Linked DNA regions of Mus musculus: region 2 is linked to region 1. The links are chromatin contacts, called in public capture Hi-C maps. All regions are on one chromosome and are shown on one strand. Each heading gives the region's core, a stretch centred on a gene start, on an enhancer-like site or on the middle of the called end of the contact. The rest is flanking DNA. Distances are from core to core; before and after follow the strand shown. Region 1 overlaps Laptm5 (lysosomal-associated protein transmembrane 5). Region 2 has its middle 31 kb from the start of Ythdf2.

Evidence for each region. Capture Hi-C pulls out chosen DNA fragments and counts their contacts.
Region 2: a capture Hi-C map of embryonic stem cells shows a contact between it and region 1, with 3 times the contacts expected there. The contact joins two enhancer-like sites. A contact is called at or near these places in 4 of 39 promoter capture datasets (the 3T3-L1 cell line, the HPC-7 cell line, hippocampal neurons and 1 more), 1 of 115 datasets of contacts at active chromatin or transcription factors (large pre-B cells) and 1 of 9 other capture datasets (embryonic stem cells).

What each region holds. Positions count from the first base shown.
Region 1 is chr4:130,918,981-130,923,745 of GRCm38.p6, reverse strand. All of the region lies in intron 1 of Laptm5 (lysosomal-associated protein transmembrane 5), which reads right to left. Among named protein-coding and RNA genes, the nearest start is that of Gm38599, 7.5 kb to the right of the region's middle. Within about 2 kb of position 2,180, at least 98 of the 459 cell types and tissues checked have an H3K27ac peak or open chromatin away from gene starts, as enhancers often do. A contact at or near this core is called in embryonic stem cells, where this site is marked.
Region 2 is chr4:132,179,287-132,183,778 of GRCm38.p6, reverse strand. No RefSeq gene overlaps it. Among named protein-coding and RNA genes, the nearest start is that of Ythdf2, 31 kb to the left of the region's middle. Within about 2 kb of position 1,393, at least 25 of the 459 cell types and tissues checked have an H3K27ac peak or open chromatin away from gene starts, as enhancers often do. A contact at or near this core is called in embryonic stem cells, where this site is marked.

The DNA of each region.
Region 1 (4,765 bases), core at 931-3,430:
AGGAAGTGCCTGCTCCCTGGGTCTTTGGCCTCCTGGCCCTGCTGAGGCTGCTCCTGCATCCTCCCTTATAAAATCCTCAAGAGGGCCGGCCAAGGGCCCTCCCTGATCCAGGTAGTAGGAGTGAGCAGTGTTTGTTAGGCCCGAAGTGTTTCCCCACAGCGAGGGAGCAGAGAGGAGGTTTCTGCCAAGCAGCTTGGATCTCTATTCAAGACGTTGCTGAAGGGTTGGGTGAGCCTGTCCTCATTTGCCAAATGGAAGTCTGGAGCTCAGAGGGTGTAGGTACCAGCCCGAGGTCACACAGTGTCTTAGTCAGGGTTTCTATTCCTGGACAAAACATCATGACCAAGAAGCAAGTTGGGGAGGAAAGGGTTTATTCAGCTTACACTTCCATACTGCTGTTCATCACCAAAGGAAGTCAGGGCTGGAACTCAAACAGGTCAAGAAGCAGAGGCCATGGAGGGATGTTACTTACTGGCTTGCTTCCCCTGGCTTGCTCAGCCTGCTCTCTTATAGAACCAAGACTACCAGCCCAGAGATGGTCCCACCCACAAGGGGACCTCCCACCTTGATCACTAATTGAGAAAATGCCTTACAGCTGGATCTCATGGAGGCACTTCCCCAACTGAAGCTCCTTTCTTTGTGATAACTCCAACCTGGGTGAACTTGACACACAAACCCAGCCAGTACACACAGTAAGGCAACCTAAGAGTTAGCACAGCAGGAAGGAGGTATCCTCAGAGCCTACCACCTCGTGTCCCCAAGAGAAGGAAGGGCAACTCCTGAGATTACTGGCCCCACTGTGTGCAGAGACCTGAACACAAGTCTGGTCTACAGTTACCCATAGCTCAGCAAAAAGGACATAATGAGGCTGTCTAGAACCCAGCAAGGGGGACAGAGAGGAAGAAGGCTGCCCTGCTCAGCCATGGCCCTATACCTCAGTAAGCATCCCAGCTCCAGAGAATCAGCTCTTTCAGGGCAGCCATGAAAGGACAGAGGGACAGAAAGGGGGATTTCCAGGCCTAGCCTCCCCCATCACTGATGCTGGGCTCCACCTGGCTGCAGTCCTGAGACTCTCCCAGGCTGCAGGTGTGCGGCCAGCAGTGTCCCTGGGACTGTGCTATCCTCTCTACAGTAGAAACAGATGCTGTTGAGCCTACTGTCCCCACCCCAGCATCCTCTCTCCATATGGCCGACATTTTGTGGCTGTGAGCTCTGCACCCTGAGTTAACCGTTGACCTCTCTGGGCTTTGGAATGAAGATGAACACCTCCTCCAAGGTTCCTGCAGGGTCCCAGGGCTCGCGGGACACAGAGCTGGCTGGTGTACAGCTTGAGCAGGACTGAGCACAAATGTGAAAGAGTGTGAGGGAGACTGGCTGGGGACAGTCATAGTGATGTGAAGAGGAGGTATCAGGCTGCCAGCGACAGCCATGGTGATGGAAAAGGACCACACCATTTTCCTGAAGTCGGCCTGGCATAGGTGACAGGGACAGTGGCGGGTGATTGGAGGAAACACCAGTGGCATGCTGGGAGGCAGGAAGTAACAGCTGTGGTCTCTGTGTTGACAGACACTGACGGCACATGTGGGAACATCGGGTGACAACGATGACGTTCAGATGCAATGGTGATCCCATGAGGGTGATCACAGAGGGCCGAGTCGCTGGCCCCGCTCTGGGTGCAAAGGCAGGAGAGGAAGGGGGAAGTATGGGGTCCTGAGAAGGACAGGAGTCCCTTGCTTCAGAGTCTTCTTGGAGCTTCTCACCAAATAAGCACCAAAAGTTCCCAAACAGTGGGGCTGGAGAGATTCAGAGCCCAATTCCCAGCATCCTCATGGATGCTCACAACTGCATATATCACTCCAGTTCCAGGGGACCCAGTACCCTCTTCTGACCTCTGCAGTTGCACAGACACACACATAGATGAAACACCCCCATACACACACACACACACACACACAAACTAGTAAAAAAAAAAAAAGTTATTTCTAAACAATTGAGAACAACTGCTTAAAGCCATCCTCCTTTTCTGGCTGTAAACCCATTTTCTGGGGCTCTCCCAGGAGCCCCCATTACAGGCAAAGCCATGTTCTAAGCCCCTTGTACAATTGCAACCCTGGCACTTCCTGATTCTGCCTCAGCAATTTAATCCCACCCTACAAGCTACTCATCAAAAGGAGAAAAAGGAAACGGGGCATTTCTTAGCAACCCGTCAAGATGAGCTTGAGAGTCATGCCCGGGCCTGTCCTCACCAACAGCGGGTCCTCGGTGTCACCCACACCCTTCCATCATTGACCCAAAGGGCAGATCAGCCCTGCCCTGTGTCCCACTGGGTGACCTGGGACCTCGAGAATTTGCAAAACTCTAGGCCTTTATGGAAGCTATTAATCCCTCCCTGTGACCAGCTGGCCACGCTGGGGACCCAGGTCAACTCATCTGGGAGGTCACAGAGAGAGACAGAAATGCCATCCGCCAGAGGAAGCTTCCCCCCACCCCACCCCCGCTTCCTGTCACAGTTTATCGGGGTGACTGGGTGGGGTCACTCCCCCAGAGCACTATCTCCTCAGCATACCCCCAGCCTCTATATGCCACCACAACACCCTCATCCTGCCTGCACGCTCCACTGCACCCAGCTGGCTCCCTCCCTGTGCCAGAGTCATCTGAGCTGGCTTTTCCCCAGCTGCTGGTCCCTCCCCACCCCACCTCAACATAATTAACCATCCCTCCCCACTGCCTGGACTCTGTGGGGGCTCAGAGGCCCCGATGTCACAGTGCACACTTGGAATCCCAGCACCTGGGGGGGGGGGGTAAGCAGGAGGATCCTTGGGAACATAGAGAATCCAAGGCCAGCCTATGCTACATGATAAGAACAGAAAAAAAGGGAAAAAAGGAGGGAGGGAGGGAGGGAGGTGGGGTAGAAGGAGGGAGGGAGGGAAAGGAGGGAGGGAGAAGGGGAAGGAGGGACAAAGCAGAGAAATGAAGAAAAACAGGAAAGGAAAAGAGAAAAGAGAGAACCCCAGTATACCCGCAAGAGCCCTGCGTGGCCCGCATCAGTCTACCTAAACAGCTCTGTGCCTCAGTTTCCCCAATATAGAAGAAAGATCAGAATCTTCCCACCTCAGAGTATCACTGTGAGAAGAAAATGAGGAGACATCTATCTACCGCAAAGAATGATGGCCCAGAAAGGTGGGCTGATCCCCATGGAGCGCATGTGTATGAACAAGAAGCACAAGCTACCAGAAGCTGCAGCCAGAGGCCCAGACCTGAAGCCACCCAAGCACCATCTTTCCTCTCTGGGAAGCAGGGGAGGCTCCCACTGCTCCCACTCCACAGCAAAGTGGAGCCTGGGGTGCAGGGCCTAGGGGTGAAGCTCAGGAGTGTGAGGCCGTGAAGACACTGCCCTGGGGAGCTCCAGGGCAGTCAGGACAGTCACCAAGCAGGGCAGTGGCTGTCAGGAGATCTCAGGGGACAGTTACTTGGTGAGAGTTGGACATAATTTGGGAGTGGGCTATCTGTATGTCTGTATGGGTGACTTATGCGTTAACGGTTTATAAAAATTGAAGCCATTAGCGATCCGCTGACACCTGTTGTGTGCCAGGGCTCGGCTCTTATCAAAGATAACTTGGGTCAAGCCAACTGCTGCTCCAGCCTGTAAGGCCGAGAATATAGAGATGCAGCATGCAGGATCTAGGGACCCTAGGGAAGCTCAGGGACACTGGGGCAGCCGGAGGTGGGGGTGCTCAGAGAAGAGTTCTTAGAAGAAGGAAATGTCCCTGGAAAGGTGCTCAGTCATAGCAGATGCCACAAGAGAAAGACAGTGTAAGCCCTCACGGAGGAAATGGAGTCATCCCTCTTATAAACAGGATTGGAAGTCATCCAATCACACAGTAAGCTCCTCCCCACCCCACCCCCAAGTCCCCTGTTAGTGACAGCAGTATGTGGCTGGAGAGCCTGTGGGACAGACTGAGAGCACCGAGATGGGCATGGCTGACAATGGCCCCCCAAGAGCAGTCAGAGCACACACAAAGCCCCCCTCACATACACAGACACCCCTCCCCCACCCCTCCCCCCACAGAGCAGCAGAGCTGAGCATCACTGATGACACTTGACACGGTTTGCCACCAGCGCCTCAGGACATGCTGTCCCCAGAGCACTGGCAGCCAGTTCTAGCCATCTGGAGATCCCCTCCCCAGCAAGGCTGCCCACCAGAAGAGAAGACAGGAGGCAGGTCTGCCCAAAGACCCAGCAGCCAGGAAGGGAAAGGACAGGTCACAGGACAGACAGAATAACAGAGCTGTTCTGGGGAGGTTCACCAAGGAATCTCCCTGTCTTAGCAACCATGAGAAACTGTTCTCTAGGCTCAACCCATGGCCTGGTTGCTCATCATCAACTTCCTGTAAATCCACCCCAAGCAATTCCTCACACCCACCACTTCCTATTTATCTTGTTAACTGATGTTACCAGAAAAATAAAATAAAATAAAAACCTATACCTCCTTAAAACACTAAACATGATGCATCGAACTACAAGTCGGATGGATTAGAGCCGATGATTGTGGAGGGTTGGAATGTTGCAGGTCCAAAGTCAGCTTATGGGAGGCTGTTTTCAGCCCCTAAACGGACATTTATCAAAGACACGGGAGCACATCTTTAACCTTACAGCTTTGTGACTATTGGATAAACCCTTCCAGAATGTGCTAACTGACCCAAGCCTCCACCAACCCAAAGACTAAAAATGTCCCAGATAAGCATCCGAGGCCACATGACAGACA
Region 2 (4,492 bases), core at 144-2,643, 1.3 Mb before region 1:
AGCACTACAGCTAATCTACAGACTTAAATTGTGCCTGTTGTCTTTTTTCTGGTTCGGCATACTATCTAGAATCCCACAGTGCATCCTGCTGCCCCTCTATTTTGGAACATTTAGTTCTTTAGTCCTAGCTTTCTCCACAGTGTTGGGGGTTGAACTTGGACCTTACGTGTGTAAAGTATCCCTCCACAGACTTATGTCTCTGACCTTTATTTGAGGTGGTTTGGCTGAAACTGCAGCCTGGCATTGAATTTGTAATCCTGTCATGGCTTCCCCAGTAGCTGGGAGTAGTACACAGATTGGCACCACTCCTGGCTTTACATATTATTTCTCAGATTGACACTTTTAAGAGTGCTAGCCAGCCACAGAATGTCCTATAGGTTGTGTTTACTCACCCAATAGCACTGATATTAGTTTGAGGTTTTTTTTTTTTTTTTTTTTTTTTTTGACAGGAGACTCACAGTTCATTGTCTTTCAGTGTACTGTATCCATTATATGATGCTGTTGATACTACAGTGACAAACCAGGTAGAGTGATGTCTGCCCGACCTCCGTACAGTTTCCCCTTCGTAGTCACTTGCAGGAAGGAAGGTAATGGAGGCTATTCTCTCTGACCCTAATCTCTGCGTCTGTGGATTGCTACTGACTGCAGCAAATACTACTGTGGATTTGGTCAAATGTTAATTCACTACCTCAATTCCTTCATTTACTAATTATAATCAGTAAGAAGGATGTGGCATGTCTCCGCATTTATTCAGGTATATCATTATAGATTAATATCAGTTCTGTAGTTTATATTGTTGGCTGAATTATCCTAGCTATAATCAATAGAAACATAAAGTGACTCCAGAGTTGGGTTTTGTTTTTTTCTAAGACAGGGTTTCTTTGTAGCCCCTGGCAGTCTGGGGATTAGCTCTGTAGACCAGGCTAGCCTCAATCACAGAGAGAGCCACTTTTAATCCCAAGTACTGGGATTAAAGACGGATAACACCATCACTCCTGCCTGGCTAGTTTACACTTTTTTGGGTTTTTGAGACTGGGTTTCTTTGTTCAGCCCTTGCTGTTTTAGAACTCTGTAGACCAGGCTGGCCTCGCCCAGCCTTATTTTTTTCTTTCTTTTTTAAACATGGTGATTGATTTAGGTAGAGAATTAACAACAGAATGGAGACTTAAACGTTTCACTCCCTCCCCTTCCTAACTGTGTGAGGACAGGGTCTTTGAATTGAAGGGTACTTTTATTTGTACTTATTCTAAACTGGGGTTTAGGATTGGTTTTCATCCTAAAAGAAATTTTTTTTTTTACCTTTAGCATGTTGCAAGTTGTGGTTTCCATTCCTCCAGTGGAGAATGGCAGCAGACTAGTTTTCGGTTCCTTCTTGGCGCTTAGAGAGTGTGGGGATTCACTTGGGTTCTTCCAAAAATGCCCTGAAGATGAGGGTGTAGGCCTTAGGCCTCAGATCCGAGGGGTGCATTCCAAGTTTTCCCCTGCCTTGGGAGGTGAATCAACACAGGCAGCTGTGAAGCTCCTTAACCTGAGGCTCAGGAATCGCTGCTGGAGGCCTTGCAGGTGCAAAATGTGCTTTCCTGAAAAGGCTAAGGGGGGGGTGGTGCGTGGTGGTGATGATTCCACCCGCCTGAGTCCGGAGGCTGCTTCTGGAAGACTCTGGAACTCCCACCGTGTTCTGGTGGCTGCCTCGCTGCTGGACCAGTGCTGCACTCTACTGCAGTTCCAGTCCGTTTAACCTGTAGCCAGGACGGTCCTGGGGGCACAACATGGTCTGCTTCTGCGCTTGCGCAGCCTTCCTAGCCAGAAGACACCTTGTTTGGAAGGCAAAGTTGTCTTTTATCCCTTGATTTATTGTATGTGTGGGAGTTGGCTCTTTCCTCCGCCTTGTGAATCCCGGGATTGACCTGAGGACATCGATCTTGGCCGCTTAGTTATGTGAGAATTCTCAATGCTGAAAGTTGGAAAGCCCCACCTGCTGGCCGAGCTGCCCTGTAACCGATCAGCACCCTCAGGAAACCCCCAATTTTGCTTCTCTGTCCGGTGTTGCTGTCAACGGTTTCATTTCTTCCTGTACTGAATCATTCAATTCAGCCTGTTATTTTGCGCACCCTTGCTGCTCCTGCTGGGAACAGGGGGAAAGAAGGAGGAGAAGAACGCACTGAGTTTAGAGACTGGGGAGAGAGTGCTCAATGAGAGCAGAAAGTGGTACAGCTCTGGAACCCAGCTGATTGGAAAATGGAAGCAGGCAGGTCACAAGTTCAAAGGTCAACATGGCAACGTATGGATACATTCACCTCCTAACTCTCAAAATGCAAAAAAGTCCTCAGCGGTAGAACACTTGCCTAGCTTTTCAGCAAGCCAATATTGAATCCCCAGTATTGTGCATGCGCTGTGTTGGCGAGTCGGATTGTATCTTCCTACAAAATCGTCACAGTTGGACTTCCCAGTGTGGCTTCTCTTTTGGTTTTTATTTTTCGCAGCCTCACCTCTCCCGGTGTTCTGCTCCATCCTCACCCCGTTATGATTTCATCATTGTAAAGAAAAATGGCTGCTGAAGGCAGTGATTTTTTTTTTTTTTAATAGAGCTTTAAATTAATTTCAGGACCAGGAACGATCACTTTAATGAATTATTTGATGTGCTGGAGTGAGAACCTGAGTTAGAGTCCTCAGCACCTGTAAAAAGCTGGATCCCTGCTTTGGGGAGGTGAGGGTAAGAGGATTCCTTGGGACTTATCTTTAATAAATTGCTTTTGCGTGGTGTGGAGAGATGGCTTGATGTTTAAGAGCACTGACTGGCTCTTCCAGAGGACCTGGATTCCATTCCTAGCAGCCATCTGTTAACTCCAGTCCCGGGAATCCAGCAGCGCTCTCTTCTGGCTTCTGCGGATACTGCATGCATGTGGTAATATGCGTACAAACAGCCCAAACATTCCTTTTTAAAATGACATTTGTCAGCAGAGTGGTGGTGCCACATGCCTTTAATCCCGAGTGCTGACTCGGGAGGCAGAAGCAAGTAGATCTCAGAGTGGTCTACCCAGTGGGTTTCAGAAAACCCGGCGTACATATAGAAACCTTGTCTTGAAAAACCAAAATAAATAAATGGCTAAATTATAAATAATTATTACATTTATTGATTTAGTATATATGCATGCAGAGGTCAGCCTTCAAAAGTTGTTTTTGTTTCTTCGTCATGTGGGTCCCAAGTACCCAACTCAGGTAGGCAGGCTTGCTCAGAAGCACCTTTACTGGCCCATCTTGCCAGCCTGGGAGACCTTGTCTTAAGAATAAACTGTAGTTGCGATTTGGGTGGTGTGCTACAGAGTCTCGTTTACTTATTTACCTACTTCCTTCTCTGTGTTTCCTCTCCTGTTCACTCTAACCCCTCAATCAGCTCTCCAGCTCCTCCCAGTGCTGACTCCCAGTCTGCCGGCTTAGCCTGGCAGCCATGGATGATGTTGCTGGTACATTGATCCTTTGTGCATTTGAACCCTGGCAAGGCATCTTTCTTGACATGGAGGGGCACTGTAGCTCTAGTACTTGGGAGATGTAGGGGGATCATGAATTTGACTGAAGCCAGCCTGGGCTACATAATGAAGGCTGCTAGGAGAAGACTGGCTTCCAGGCAGCTATGACAAGCCCATGCCCACAGTGTCACATCTACTTCAACACGGTCACATCTCCTAATAGTGCTACTCCCTGGGCCAAGTATATACAAACCATCACAGGTCAATACATTTAGACAGACCAAATCTGTCTCCTGAACGCTGCAGTGTTCCACTGTCCCCATGGCTATGTCATTAGCCATTTTATTCATGTCTGTGTCCCAACCCCAAATTTTTCCCTGATCTGTTCCACCTCATTAATAACCAATTTGTCCATCTATGTCTACGCTGCTGGTTTTATGCCAGCTGGACACAAGCTAGAGTCATCTGATGGAAAAAAAAATGTTCCCCTAAAGTCAGGCTGGAGGCAAGCCTGTAAGGCATTTTTCTTAACTAGTGATGGGTTGGGGAGGGCCCAGCTCATTGTGGGTGATGCCATCCCTGGGCTGGGGGTCCTGGATTCTATTTTGTATCACTACCTGCCTCTGGGTTCCTGCCTTGACTTTCATCAACAATGATCTGTAAGCCTCTCTGTCTTAGGGTTTTATTGCTGTGAATAGACACCATGACCACTGCAAGCCTTCTACTGGAAAACATTCAATGGGGGCTGCCTTATGGCTGGAGGGGTTTCATGCATTATACTCATGGCAGGAAGGCAGACATGGTGCTGGAGAAGTAGCTGAGAGTTCTACATCTGGATCCGGCAGCAGGAAGAGAGAGATACTGCTCGGCTTGGCTTGAGCCTCTGAAACCTCAAAGCCTTTCTCCCATCCCTTCCTCCAATAAAGCCACACTTACTTCTACAAGGCCACACCTCCCATTAGTGCCACTCCCTTCATACTGTGCAAGTGTGGGGCTCTGAGTTCGAATTTCAGCGCCTGTGTAAA